Regions from separate parts of the Mus musculus genome. Here regions 2 and 3 are each linked to region 1. A link is a contact called in public promoter capture Hi-C data. All regions are on one chromosome and are shown on one strand. The core of a region is the stretch at or near the end of the contact, and the rest is flanking DNA. Distances in the headings are between cores, read along the strand shown. Region 1 holds the start of Ntf5 (neurotrophin 5). Region 2 holds the start of Bcl2l12 (BCL2-like 12 (proline rich)). Region 3 holds the start of Sult2b1 (sulfotransferase family, cytosolic, 2B, member 1).

Region 1 (4,466 bases), core at 1,264-3,763:
CTTTGGTTATTCCAGTTCCCAGTCATAAGGCACGGTAGAGCAGCCAGGCCACCCCTGTGGTCCTTTCAGCATCCAGCTTTGGTTTTTTGTTTTTTGTTTTCCCTCAACTTGGGCAGTTCCCAAGCCTGGACCTCAGGCTCGGCCTGTTCGGCTGAGGAGCGTGCAGACGCAAGCTGTGTCGATCCGAATCCAGCGCCAGCCTACGCGGCCCTGGGAGTCTGCAGTCAACGCCCGCACATAGGACTGCTTAGCCTTGCATTCTGAGAGCCAGTGCCTCCGATCCACGCCGCGACAACCCCCTCCGCCCACACCTGGGCCACCTTCCCCAGCGCTTTCGGCCTTGCAGCGCGTCTCGAAGAAGTACTGACGCAGGGGACTGCCACCTGCCGCAGGCACCTCGCCCAGCACCTCCACCTCGCGCCCACGCAAGTCCACAGCTGTCCGCCGGTCGGTCACCCAGCCACTCACTGCGTCGCATACTGCCAGCTCACCCCGGCGGCTTGCGGGTGCGGTCTCACTCACCCCGCGCCGGCTGCGGTTGGCTGGGGCCCCTGCCGGCTCTCCATAGGCCCCGGCCTCCAGCAGGAAGAGGAGAGGGGGCCCGGCAGGGGCGCCCCTTGACAGGGCCACTCGGGGAGACAAGAGGTCCCACTCAGGGGCCAGAAATGGGGGCAGGGTGGAGGATGGGGGGTGGGGCTCCATGGGGACGCTGGGGAGGAGGAAGAGGAAAAGGAGGAGAGAACAGGAGTGGCGAGGGAGCATGGCTTGCACACCTGAAGAGAAAGAGGGCTGTGGTTAGAGAAGAAAGACACCTGAGTAACGGAAGTCAGGGACCCCTCCTCCTGCCCCACCCGAGGGCAGATGTTGCGTGGCAGACTATGGGAGGACCTTAGGAATACCTTATGCTCTAGAACCTGGGGATTGTTTAACTTTTAGGTTAATAATAAGTATCCAGTTAGTCTAAACAAAAAGGCAAAACTGGGTGTGGTGATGCACACCTGTAACCTCGGCAACCAGGAGGCAGAGGCAGGAAGATGGCCACAAGTTGGAGGCCTGTCCGGTTTGCACGAGTTCCACGCCAGCCAGGGCTGGACGGTCAAACCCAAGGAGAAATGCTTTCTACCGGGTCACACAGCCAAGAAGTGGCATGGGTAAGATCTGAAATCCGTGCAGTGCCACTTGGCCCTCGTGTTCCTATAACCTGGAGGAGCCCCTCGGATCCTGTCGTTCTCGTTTTTCCCTGAGTGTGAGACTGACTTGGCTGCTGGGAGATGCTGGGAGGGATATGGAGAGACTAGAACATTCTAGAAGCCGGGCCAGGACTGGAAAGCAGCAGGTGAATGAATACCAGACCTGTCAACAGCAGCACCTCCACCTCCTCACTCTGGGACTGGGGGCCCCCAGGCTGTGTGGGGCCCCTTTGTAGGATACAGGTAGTCTCCTCCCTGACATCTCAGGAGAGGGAGGGGGCAACCACCTGCGGGAGGAAGGAAACCAGTTACATAGGCAGATGGGGGAAGGGCGCGACCTCTCAAAAAAAAAAAAAAAAAAAAAAGCCACCCTTTCCAGAGTCTTTGAAAGCCTAGGGTACCCTGGAGTAGATGCCCCGCCCACCTCCAGAGGGCCCCCCTTCCCTGTGCAGGTGACAGCTTTGGAGGGATGAGAAGCAGATGGGGGGGGGGGAGCAGAGAGGAGGGGCAGGTGAGGCAACTGGAAGAGATTACATCCCCTCCTCCCGTCCTCCAGTCCTCCACTAAACGCGGCGGAGGTGGGGCTGGCCTGGACACCCGGGTCCCCGCCGGCCCACGCTCTGGGTCCCTGAGGCTGCTTCCTGGAATGTTCGCTCCTCGCAGGACAGGCCAGGGCCCGCCCAAGACTCCGACTGCGCATACCTGGAGTGTCTGGCTGGCCAGGCTCCGAGGTGGGGGAATGGGAAGTGTTGAGTGTGATCAGGGGCAGAAGTTTACCACACCATTACAGGGAGTGCGGGTGCCCGCTGCCTCCTCCCTCAGACTTTGTTCAGGTCCACAGCTGCCTCCTTCCTCAGACCCAGGGGCCCAAGGCCCCTGAACCATCCTCCCTCAGGTGACCTGGTTCCCCAGATGCCTCCTCCTGCAAACTAAGTTTCTTGGACTCCAGACGCCTCCTCCCTCAGACCCACAGGTTCTAGGGTTGCGGCCCCTCCTCCAAGGTGTTCATAAATGGAGATTCCCTGCTTCACACATCCAGGAAAATGGGGCTGGGGATCCCTATTCCTGAGTTAGGTGGAGGGGACCCGCTCCACCTCTGGGAGACTTCCGTCCTGCCTCAGTTTCCTCCGCCAAACCCCGCCCCTGTCGGCCCCGCCCCCGTCCCTCCCTACCCGGGGGCCGGGCGACCCGGACCGTGTAGTCTGCCAGAGGAGGCGAGGAGCTCTTACCTGGGGCGCCCTTCTCTGCTCCCCGGCTGCCCCTGGCGCCGCTGCGGCTCCTCCTCCGGCTCGCTGGCAGCTCGGACGCCCGCTGCTCGCCGGCTGCTCGCCGTTTGCGCTTGGGAGGGCCTGGGTCTGGGAGGAGGCGGGGCGGCGCCCGACGGCGGAGGAGGGGCGGCGGATCCCGCCTAGCACGCGCGGGCCGGCACCTTGGAAGCTCGGCCTCGACCACTTCAGCTCCAGAAGTCTAGGCTGTAACCCTCCTCCATCAGACACTGGGGTCCACACTCCGCCCCTCCTCTCTCAGACCCAGGGGTCCAGGCGCCAGCCCTCCTCCTTTAGACTCGGGTCCAGACCCCAGTCCTCCTCCCTTAGACCCAGTATTCAGAACCTCAGCCCTTCCCTTCAGACCGGGGAATTGCTATGGTGTCTAGAGCAGGTTCCCACCCTCCGCTCCTGTCTCCCTTCCTGGGTCTCCCAGCCAGACATTAGCCAGCTGGGCTTGTGCAGTGATAAGGCTCAATGCCTGGAGACAGTGACTGTCCGGGCTCCCCCACATAGTCTTCTATCCTGGAATTTCTTGGCCGGGGACCAGGAAGACTTGGTTGGAGTGGATAAGAACACTTCAAGGTAATTAGAGTGAGGAGACCATGATGGGCTTTCAGAACTGTGACCTGCCCAGCGAAACAGCAAACTGTGACCATAAGACACGGGGACAAAAACCCACCCAGAGGGCTGGAGAGATGGCTCAGCGGTTAAGAGCACTGAACTGACTGCTCTTCCAGAGGTTCTGAGTTCAATTCCCAGCAACCACATGGTGGCTCACAGCCATCTGTAATAGGATCTGATGCCCTCTTCTGGAGTGTCTGCAGACAGCTACAGTGTACTGGTATATATTAAATAAAAAATAAAATAAAATGAAATAAAATAAAATAATTTTTAAAAACCCACCCAGAGAAACAGGGCCCTAGAGGGAGGAAATCACCCCCTCAGAAAGAAAGGCAGGATGCTGGAGAGACCTCAAGCAGGGTGTCTCTGCAGCAGACAGGCTCCTTGGGTGGCAGGGCCCTTGACTCTGCCATGCCCCCACTCTGGGACTCTAGTTCCCCTAACCCTGAGCTATATTTAGGAGGAAAGCTGACACTTGCCTTGGGGGGGGGTCACCCAGCACCCATCCCCCCAACCTAAATATAGCATGGCAAAGTGGCAGGAAGGGTGTCCCCGGATTAGGGTGTTCCCCTCAAGGTGCCATCCCAGCTGGGGTGACTCAGACCCCACTCAGGTTGTTTCCTGGAGGTGGGATGGGACACTTCCTAGTCTGGGTGCCCATTTGGGTCACCCCTCTGACCTTTCATTCTTTCCTGACATGACCCGTTCCTACCAAGGGACTCCAACTCCAGTCTCTGGGCATCAAGGGAGAAGTCTATAAAGAGAGGGAAATTCTGTCTCTTGTCTTTTTTTTTTTTTTTTTTGTTTTTTTTTTTTGTTTTTTTGCGAGACAGGGTTTCTCTGTATAGCCCTGGCTATCCTGGAACTCACTTTGTAGACCAGGCTGGCCTCGAACTCAGAAATTCGCCTGCCTCTGCCTCCCGAGTGCTGGGATTAAAGGCGTGCGCCACCACGCCCGGCCTCTGTCTCTTGTCTTTATCTCTCTTCTTGCTTCTCTTTCTCCGTCTCTGTCTCTCTCTCCCTCCCTCTCTCCCTGTCTCCCTGCTCTCTGAGCTCTGCTTTTCCTTCTGCCTGGCATCTGTCTTCTCTACGGGGCATGCTCCCCCTCTGCCTCCAGCACCCCTTCCCTGTATTCTGTGATAGAGTCCGTCCGTGTCTTTGGTCCCTATGCAAATCCATCTCCATTTCTGTGCCAGTCAGTGAGTATGTTTGGGTGAAGTGCCCACCCTGAGATTCTGCCATGTTTGTCACCGTCACACTCTTGTCACTGTCCCTCCTTCCTCTCTCTTGTATAGCAATATGGGTGGTGGTGAAAGCGGCTCCTGCCACAACCTTCTCCTGGTGGCTTATGGCTTGGGTGTCTCAGAGGAGCCAAATCTTCCTGGCA
Region 2 (4,466 bases), core at 661-3,160, 420 kb after region 1:
TCTTAAGGCTTAAGGGTTCTAAAATCAAGAGCCCACTCCTAAAGATTTCCCGCCCTCTAAAACAGCTGTTCTCAACTATCCTAATGCGGTTCCTCGTGTTGCAGTGATCCCCCAGCCCCAAAATTATTTGTATTGCTATTACATAACTGTAGTTTTGTTAGAAGTCAAAATACTTATTTTTCAATGAAACGGTCATTCAACCCCCAAAGGGGTCGCGTCCCAGGGACTGAGAACCATTGCTCCAGAACGTTTCTTAAGAAACGCAACCTAGGGCTGGTGAGATGGCTCAGTGGGTAAGAGCACCCGACTGCTCTTCCAAAGGTCCAGAGTTCAAATCCCAGCAACCACATGGTGGCTCACAACCATCCGTAACAAGATCTGACTCCCTCTTCTGGTGTGTCTGAAGACAGCTACAGTGTACTTACATAAAATAATAAATAAATCTTTAAAAAAAAAAAAAAAAAAAAAAAAAAAAAGAAACGCAACCTGGCTTTCAGGATTCTGTTCCTAGAATCTGCCAATCAATTCCCGTCTGTCCCTCCAGTCCTATCCCACCCCCTGCCCTGGTCCAGCCACACCCAGAAATGCGTCTGAAATCTTTCCCCCAGCACCTGGAAGATGCCAAAGTCAGCCATCTGTGCGTCCTGCCGTAGGCCATGCTTCCACGGGATCCTGAACCTCGTTCGGCTCTCGTCCAGCCAGGCCACGCCTTCCAGCTGCCCCAGGTCCAGCTGTGACACCAGCCAGGGCAAAATCCGCGGTTTCGGGGTTTCCATGCTCTAGCCTGCGCACCACAGGACAGTTCCTGAGCCTGTCTGTCACGGGGCAAATGCACTCAAACCTCTCCGACCCGCCACAACACAGGTCTTCCTTCACCATTGTGTACAAACGGGAAACTCCTTCCCACCTTTCCAAATCCAACGGGACCGCCTCTCCTACCCCCCAGAGTCTTCTATATGAACTCTACCCATAGGTTCCTTCCCTTTTCTAAATGTAAACTCCTATTATCCAAAGCTGGCACCCTATTTCAAGAGTGGAGTCCTCTTTCCCTCGTCTTTAAAGGATCCTAACTGCTCTCACAACCGCCTCACCCTTGCAGAAAACCCTTACTCATTTCCAGAGTCTTTTCCCAGGTGCTGTCGCTTCTTCTGTTTTTTTGTTTTTTGTTCCTATATTGTTTTTACGGATGTTTGAGACAGGGTCTTAGTATGTAGCATAGGCTGTCCTTGAACTTGCTATGTAGCCAAGGCTGGTCTTCAACTCACTCTGTGGCCCTGGCTGGCCTCGAATGCACTCTGTAACCCAGGCTACCCTCAAACTTATTCAGTAGCTCAGGCTGGTCTTCAAATCGCTTAACCCATGTTGGTCTGGCGCTCATTCTGTCGTCCAGCCTGGCCTGGAGCTCACTGGCCTTGAACTTACAGCAATCTTTACTGCCTCCAGCCTGGATGCTGAGACTGCAGGCTTCCGTCTACAACGCGTGGCCATTCTGCTTTTCGGTAGCCGAGCTTCTGAGCGACAGGTTTGCCCGATCCTGCGCCCTGAGGCCGCCACCCTCCCGGCTCTTCCGCGTTACCTACCAGGGGAGGAATTGGGCGCCCGTGCGGCGCGGGTGCCAGCAGTGGTTTTGGGGCTCCCAAACAGTAGTTCTGAGACTCGCAGCCACGCAACCCCCTTCTTTGTCAGCTAAGCCTCCGAGCGCTGGGACTTCCTTTTCTAACGATATTTTGAGATATAAAAAGTTTTTCTCAACATTGACGAAATAAAGTCAAGAAATCCCGGAGCGCACTTCGGCTTAGCAGGCCTAACTCCCTCAAATGCCCTTTTTTGGCCTTCCGCCTACAGGCATGCTGGGAACGCCATATGCAAATGACCGCAAAAGAAGGCTCCACCCCTTCGACGTTGGGGCGGTTGCCGTGTCGGCCCAGTGCGCAGGCGTGGGAAAGTTGAACTTCCGAAGTAAAAGTTTGTAGAAATTGTGAGAAAGCGTGTACGCCAGTGCGACGGGGACACAACCGCGAGCCAGGTGAGCTGGGTGCCAGGGAGGGGACAGGGTTGCAGGAAAGGCCACAGCCAGTCCTGCCAAGCTGTGACTTCCAAGCACCCGGGGTCTCCCGGTGCACGCCAGAGGTAAAATTGGAACTACATCTCCCAGCAGACTGCTCGGTGAAAAGTGGGGAAATCGGACCAGCGTTTGCCGCAAAGCATACTAGGATTAGTAGTTCCCTATTCTCTACGGTCTTCGAGCCTTCTTTGGCGCTGCTAGCTGAGAGGGAACTCCAAACCCCCTTCCCGCTCCTTCCTGCAAGAGTTCAAGCACTCATTTACCTCCTTTCTTAGACTCAGTAATTCAGACCGTTTCTCCTCAACTGAATCAACTGCCCCACTGGCCCTTAAAAACCACCTTTTCCTTGGAGTTAGGCGCCCTCTTCATTCAGTGATTCAGAAGTTTGAGTTATCCCTGCACTTGGGTGCATCCTCTGTCTTCTGCCTCAGGTACCCCCATGGCCGGCTCTGAAGAGTTGGGTCTCCGAGAGGACACACTGAAGGTTCTGACGGCCTTCCTTAAGCGCGGTGAAGTCGCTGGGTCCCCTGTCCCAACTCCACCCAGGTGAGTTCCACTCCCCCAGCGTCAGCCTTTGATGGGAAGATCTTCCTGAGTCTTGTGGTCCAAACCTATCTACTCCCATCAGACCTAACTCCATGTGCCTGGGCTGAGTTTCAAGAGTGATCTTCCATGAAAGGATGAAGGGATCACTTGCCCAGACCCCTTCGGGATAACTCCGAGGTTCTTGTCCCTAGGAGTCCTGCCCAAGAGGAGACAACAGATTTCCTGAGCCGCCTCCGAAGATGCCTCCCTTGTCCCCTGGGGAGAGGAGCTCCCCCCACGGAGTCCTCTAGGCCCCACTTCCTTCCCCTCCGCCCCTGCTATGGTTCCGAGCCTGGTAAGAGATTTATTCAGGTCACTTGTGAAACTTTCAGGGCTAGGAGTTTTGGTTCCAAAAAATCCAGACAGGACCCATTATAAAGTCAACACGGTTCAGCTTCAGCACAAGCCATAACCATTTCAAGTCTTTGTCACACCTCTTTCTAGCGGGTAAGTGTAAGTGTTTGTGCTTGGATAGGAGGTACCCTGGGGCTCCAAAGCCCGGGAAGCATGCAGCTCTGAAGGGAGAAGGGGTCCCAGTGCAAGGGATGCCTGAGACTGGGGGCCCAAGAGCCACACAGCGCTGAGGTGGGACGTGTCCCGATGGAGGGGTATCCTGAGACATGGGGGCCAGGACCCTTACAGCTTTGAGAGGAAGTCTCCTCAGCAGAGGCATTGTGGCTCCCAAGGGAGTAGAGCCTCAGCACCGCTCCACTTCTTTGCTTCCTGGCTTCTTCCGATGAGAGAGTCACACCAGGCAGAAAATCTCATGAAAGAGATTTGTTGGAGAGTCCAGAGTGGAGTGAGGACACCATGGCTGGCCGCCCTCTGCTCCTGGGATCAGACAGCAGGGAATTGGACAAAGGATGGGGCTTATCTGGGACTTCTTAGAGGGTGGCTTCTCAGGGCAGAGATGTCCAGCTTGGGAAGCTTGGGGCCTGGCAGCTTTTGCCATTGCCTTTCCCCTGCAGTGGGCCGGCCCATGGGTTAGGATGAGAAGTCAGTCCTCCTTGGTTGCAGGCCGTTTTGGCTGAGGTGCCATCTCTGCGGTGCTGCTCAGGGAGGATGGAGATGCTGCTACCACTGTGGACGCCCCCTGCAGTCGTGTTTCACCAAGGCTGTATGCTGAGGGGATGTCGTGGTACCACCATTTTGACAGCTCCTGCTTGGTTCCTAGGCTAGGGCTGGAAGGAAGGGCTGGCTAGCCCTTTGATGGATTTTGGGGTGCACTGCTTAAGGGCTACAGTAAAAGGATCGTTGAGACATAATCACATTTGCTGGAGCCCTCCTGCCTCAGCCTACTTCATACTGAAATCACAGGCATGCACAATAAAGTGGAGCCCCAGCTTAGACTTCTACAGAGCAATTCCGTGGTTGACCCGGGAGAGGTGCTTTGGCACCGTCCTCGGGTGATTTATCTTTTTTCCTTTTTGGGTGCTTCTCTGGCTCTTCTTGTAGCTCCAGTACCCCAGCACAAGAGACTGGAAGTGTAGTTGTCAGTCGTAACTCCCTGGCCAGTTGGTAATCTGACTGGGCGCATCCTTCCTCCTTTTTAAGTAACAGAAAGAGGCTGGAGGAAGGGATCTTTGGACTTGATTGGTGATCAACAAACCCAAGTGTGGTAGCACATTGTTGCAGTCAACACCTGAGAGAGGCTGAGGCAGGAGGACTGCTGTGAGTTTAAGGCCGACCTGGACTACAAAAAGTTGAGTCAGTCGAGTGCCTGCCTAGCATGCATGAAGCCTTGTATTCAGTTCCCAACAGCACATAAATGGAGCATGAAAAGCACACATTAGGGATTAGGGAAAGGGGCCTCCTT
Region 3 (4,466 bases), core at 1,458-3,957, 330 kb before region 1:
CTGAGCTGCATTCAGAGATAAAACAAAACAAAACAACAACAAAAACAAAACAAAACAAAACAAAAAAAAACAAAAAACCGGTGGAACAGTGGGCCAGGTGTCCATATTCATTTACTTACTTATCCAGGAACGATTTCAGGGTGCCTACGGGCACAAGATCCTTCCTTGGAAGGTGACTCAGTTTCCCACTCCTGTAATGAGAAAGAAATAGCTCTCTCAAGGAATTGGTGAGATCAAAGACTAAAGCATACCTGGGGCTAACCTTCCTTGGAAGGTGACTCAGTTTCCCACTCCTGTAATGAGAGAGAAATAGCTCTCTCAAGGAATTGGTGAGATCAAAGACTAAAGCATACCTGGGGCTAACCACCGAGTATCTCTTAAAAGCCCAGTACTTAAGATATACAAGCACTTATAATCCTCAGTAGGACTGAAGGCTTGAAGCAGTAATTATTGCTGGCTGCTTGTGACAGGTGAGGAAACGGAGACTCAAGGAGGCAAGGCTCGTTAGACTTTGCCACTGGCAGACCTTCACCAGCTAATCTGCCTGGTAACCATTGACCTCACTGCTCCTGCCTGGTCATCCAAATCTGCCTGGTAACTGGTGATGTCACACATTCCTGGGGTTCAACCTATGGAGGGGTAGGATAACATCACTGAACAAATGTAGTATCTAGAGAATTTACAACTTACAAGGCACACTGAACAGGCTGAACACTGAGCAGGCTGGCCTGAACAGGGCCTTGATAATGCTGGGCCACTGCTGGACAAAATGGTTATTCCTTAGAAATCTCAGATTTATGGGATGTGAGCTTCAAACCAGGATGGATGCTGACCACTTACAGCCAGCCTCCTGCCTTTCTTCTCTGTGGAAATTTAACCAACTTTGATACAATGCTTTCTCCAGGTTAGACAGAGCCCCGAGTGCTTTACAAAATGCTACAAGGTAGCAGGCATTATATCCATCTATACACCAGAAAACCCAAGGCACAGAGAGCATCCCACAGTGAGCGTTCCTAAATGCCTTCTCCTCCATGTGTCTGAGTTTTACCTCAAAACCAAACTCTCGTTGTCAGCATTGTCATTACTGCTGTTCTAGGGCCTAGTGACACACCATACAGCCATGCCCATCCCTCACTGGGGAGTTCTAGGCAGAGGCTCTACCACTGAGCCACGTCGCCTGCCCCTCATTGGGTGTACAGGCTGGTTTTGTGTCAACTTGACACAGGCTGGAGTTATCACAGAAAAAGGAGCTTCAGTTGAGGAAATGCCTCCATGAGATCATGAGATCCAACGGTAAGACATTTTCTCAATTAGTGATCAAGGGGGGGGGGGCTGTGGGTGGTGCCATCTCTGGGCTGGTAGTCTTGGATTCTATAAGAAAGCAAGCTAAGCAAGCCAGGGGAAGCAAGCCAGTAAGTAATATCCCTCCATGGCCTCTGCATCAGCTCCTGCTCCCTGACCTGCTTGAGTTCCAGTCCTGACTTCCTTTAGTGATGAACAGCAATGTAGAAGTGTAAGCTGGAATGGGGATTCTAGGTAGGGGCTCTACCACTACAAACTTTCTTCTTTCTTTCTTTCTTTCTTCTTTTTTTTTTTTTTCGTTTTTCAAGACAGGGTTTCTCAGCCGGGCGTGGTGGCGCACGCCTTTAATCCCAGCACTCGGGAAGCAGAGGCAAGCAGATTTCTGAGTTCGAGGCCAGCCTGGTCTACAGAGTGAGTTCCAGGACAGCCAGGGCTACACAGAGAAACCCTGTCTTTTTTTTTTTTTTTTTCCGAGATAGGGTTTCTCTGTGTAGCCCTGGCTGTCCTGGAACTCACTCTGTAGACCAGGCTGGCCTTAAACTCAGCGATCTCCCTGACTCTGCCTGGGACTTAAAGTGTGCGCCACCACACCCCAGTGTCTTTTCCTTTTTGAGTCCAAATCTCCCTGTACTTTTGGAGTTGGCCTTTAGTTCTCTGTCCTCCTGTCTCAGCCTTTGGGAATGACCAGCGTGATGTGATCCACTGGTCTCACTCACAGAGGTCCCACCAGTCAGAGGAACGAAGCAGATGCGGCATCCAGAAGCCAGGCTGTTCTTAGGAACTTTTAGTGGGTGCGTTTCTTCAAAACAAAGCAATATGCTGTGGTTTCCTTTTCCCTCAAAACATGAAACCAAGGGTTGTAGCGTGGTGGTCGAGTGATAGCCTAATGTGTCAGCATCAAGGCTCAAGCTCCATCAGTACAAAAAAATCAGTAGATAAAATATGTGTCCCACATGAGCCTGGTGGCCCAAATCTGTCATCCTAGCTACTTAGGAGGCTGACACACAAGAATCAAAAGTTCAAGACCAGCCAGAACAGCTTAGTGAGACTCTGTCTCCAACAAATTAATAGAGGGCTGTGGGCGGGGCTCACAGTGCGGGGGGGGGGGGGATGGGGCGGGGCTCCGTAGTGGACCACTTCTTGCACCATTCTGAAAGGTCTAGGTTCAGTCTTCTCTTTGGAAACTCGGTTTCGTGGCTGCGTAAATGCGTCATGGCTTTGGGACAAACAGCTAGATCGTTTTAGCTTCTCGGTGAGTCATCGTGGGTTCTCACATGGGCTCTGCAGCGTGCAGCGTTGGCGGGGGCACCTGCCACCTTTGGCTTGGGTTCCTCGTTCGGAAAATGGCCTGATGACGTGGTGTCGCCCTCCAGGGTTGGGATGTGGAATAGACATAAGGAGAACACTTAGCTCCACTTTGCAGACATGAAGTACCCTTCCTCCTACCAGAAGCGTAGCTTTGGGCGAGTCACTCCCACCCTCCACGCTCAGCTTTCTACACCCATAGTGTGGGGGCGACAGTATGACATCACGGGACTGCTGTGGTGGAGTTGAAGTGGATCTACTCCTCAGGTGGACACACGGGGCTCAGAGAAAGGACACTCCTCACTGGCGTGTGAATGGAGGGCCCTGCGACTCTTGCCCACCTCCTTGGTCTTCTTTACACGTGCCCTTCCCCTCTTTCAGCTGGAATTTTGGAGGTGAATACTTCAGATACAAAGGTATCCCTTTTCCTGTCGGCATGTACTCACCGGAGAGCCTCAGTCTGGCTGAGAACACTAGCAACGTGCGGGACGACGACATCTTCATTGTCACCTACCCCAAATCAGGTACCGGTAGTGCTAGTCTGGGCTGGGGAGGAAGGGAGGAGAGAAGGGAGGAGGAAGGGGAGGAGCCTGCTTTGCAGAACCCGGCAGCTTGTCCTCTGCTAACAGTACCTTCCTTTGCACTGCGCACTAAGTCCCTGCTCCAGGGAGACTCTGAAGGCCTAGCTAATGTCCCCTCCCCTCTAGGGCTGCCACAGTGTCCCCAATCCTTCCCTGTCTCCCAAGCCTTCACAGCACTGAGTGCCACCAGCCGCGCATGGTTTGCTGGGTAATTTGTTCATTTTTGTTGAGAAAGGTTTTCATGTAGCCCAGGCTGGCCTTGAACCTCAGCTGGTCCTGCTGTCTCAGTGTCTCGGGTTCTGGAATGGCAGGTGTGTGCTGCTGGGCACAGTGTCACTGGGTAAACCTCTGCTTATCCACTGGAAGGTTAATCTGGCTCTCTCTGAGCGCTCTGTCTGCCCTGGCTGTTGCTTGTTCTCGGAACCGCGCGTGTCTGTGGAGGAGGTTCCTCATTTCGTGTGAATTCGCATGCAGACTACTCCACAGTCTTCACAGAGAAGGAAAGCCACTGCGCATTCTGCTTCTCTCTTTGTCGCTGTAATAGACCACCTGACCAAAAGCAACCGAAGGAAGACAGGCCCTGTGTGGCTTACACTTCCAGGCCCCAGCCTTATCACAGAGAAGCAACGCAATCAGGAACAGAAGCAGAAATCACACAGGATCCTGCTGTGACTGCCTGGCTCCTTAGAGCTTGCTCAGCTAACTCTATAAACCCCAGGCCCCTGCCCAGGAGGGGCACTGCCCTGAGTGGGCTAGGACCTTCTCTATCAATTAGCTATCAAGAGTGTGCCCCCGGGCAGCATATGTCTTTAATCTCAGCACTAAGAGGGCAGGGGCAGGTGAGTTCGAGGCCAGCCAGGGCTACATGGGGAGACAAATAGTAAATAAACAAAAAACATATTTAAACAAATAAACAATGATAAAAGAAGACAATCTATCACAAACATGTCCTCAGACCAATGGAGTCAACCCCCCAGCTCAGCTGAGATCTGGGTAATTCTGGGCTGTGCTGGCAGCTGAGGCGAACTAGGAGGGCTGGCTACATGGTGCACATCTGTAATCCCAGCATGTTGGAGGGGAAAGTAAGAGGGTCGGAGTTAAAGGTCATCCTCAGGTACAGACTGGGTTCGAGGCCAGCCTGGTCTACAGAGTGAGTTCCAGGACAGCCAGGGCTACACAGAGAAACCCTGTCTCAGAAAACCAAAATCAAGAAAAAATAAAATAACAAACAAACCAACCCAAAAAAGCCCTAACTCACCCCACCGAGTACAAGTATGA

The links. Capture Hi-C pulls out chosen DNA fragments and counts their contacts.
Region 2: a promoter capture Hi-C map of liver shows a contact between it and region 1. The contact joins the promoter of Bcl2l12 here to the promoter of Ntf5 in region 1. A contact is called at or near these places in 4 of 39 promoter capture datasets (cranial neural crest, hippocampal neurons, liver and 1 more), 3 of 115 datasets of contacts at active chromatin or transcription factors (acute myeloid leukemia, large pre-B cells and pancreatic cancer cells) and 3 of 9 other capture datasets (adipose tissue, liver and macrophages).
Region 3: a promoter capture Hi-C map of adipose tissue shows a contact between it and region 1. The contact joins the promoter of Sult2b1 here to the promoter of Ntf5 in region 1. A contact is called at or near these places in 1 of 39 promoter capture datasets (liver), 1 of 115 datasets of contacts at active chromatin or transcription factors (pancreatic cancer cells) and 1 of 9 other capture datasets (adipose tissue).

What each region holds. Positions count from the first base shown.
Region 1 is chr7:45,411,742-45,416,207 of GRCm38.p6, reverse strand. Ntf5 (neurotrophin 5) reads right to left here and starts at 2,513. Exons shown (of 3, transcript NM_198190.1): 1 at 2,420-2,513; 2 at 1,354-1,477; 3 at 1-773. The coding sequence starts at 762. The coding sequence ends at 133.
Region 2 is chr7:44,995,023-44,999,488 of GRCm38.p6, reverse strand. Bcl2l12 (BCL2-like 12 (proline rich)) reads left to right here and starts at 1,910. Exons shown (of 7, transcript NM_029410.3): 1 at 1,910-2,026; 2 at 2,497-2,611; 3 at 2,803-2,945. The coding sequence starts at 2,505. Irf3 (interferon regulatory factor 3) reads right to left here and starts at 1,841. Exons shown (of 8, transcript NM_016849.4): 1 at 1,581-1,841; 2 at 612-784. The coding sequence starts at 776.
Region 3 is chr7:45,740,719-45,745,184 of GRCm38.p6, reverse strand. It overlaps Sult2b1 (sulfotransferase family, cytosolic, 2B, member 1), which reads left to right and starts at 2,707. Exons shown (of 6, transcript NM_001360784.1): 1 at 2,707-3,131. The coding sequence starts at 2,825. Gm31597 (a long non-coding RNA gene) reads right to left here and starts at 3,223. Exons shown (of 3, transcript XR_391433.4): 1 at 3,054-3,223; 2 at 120-191.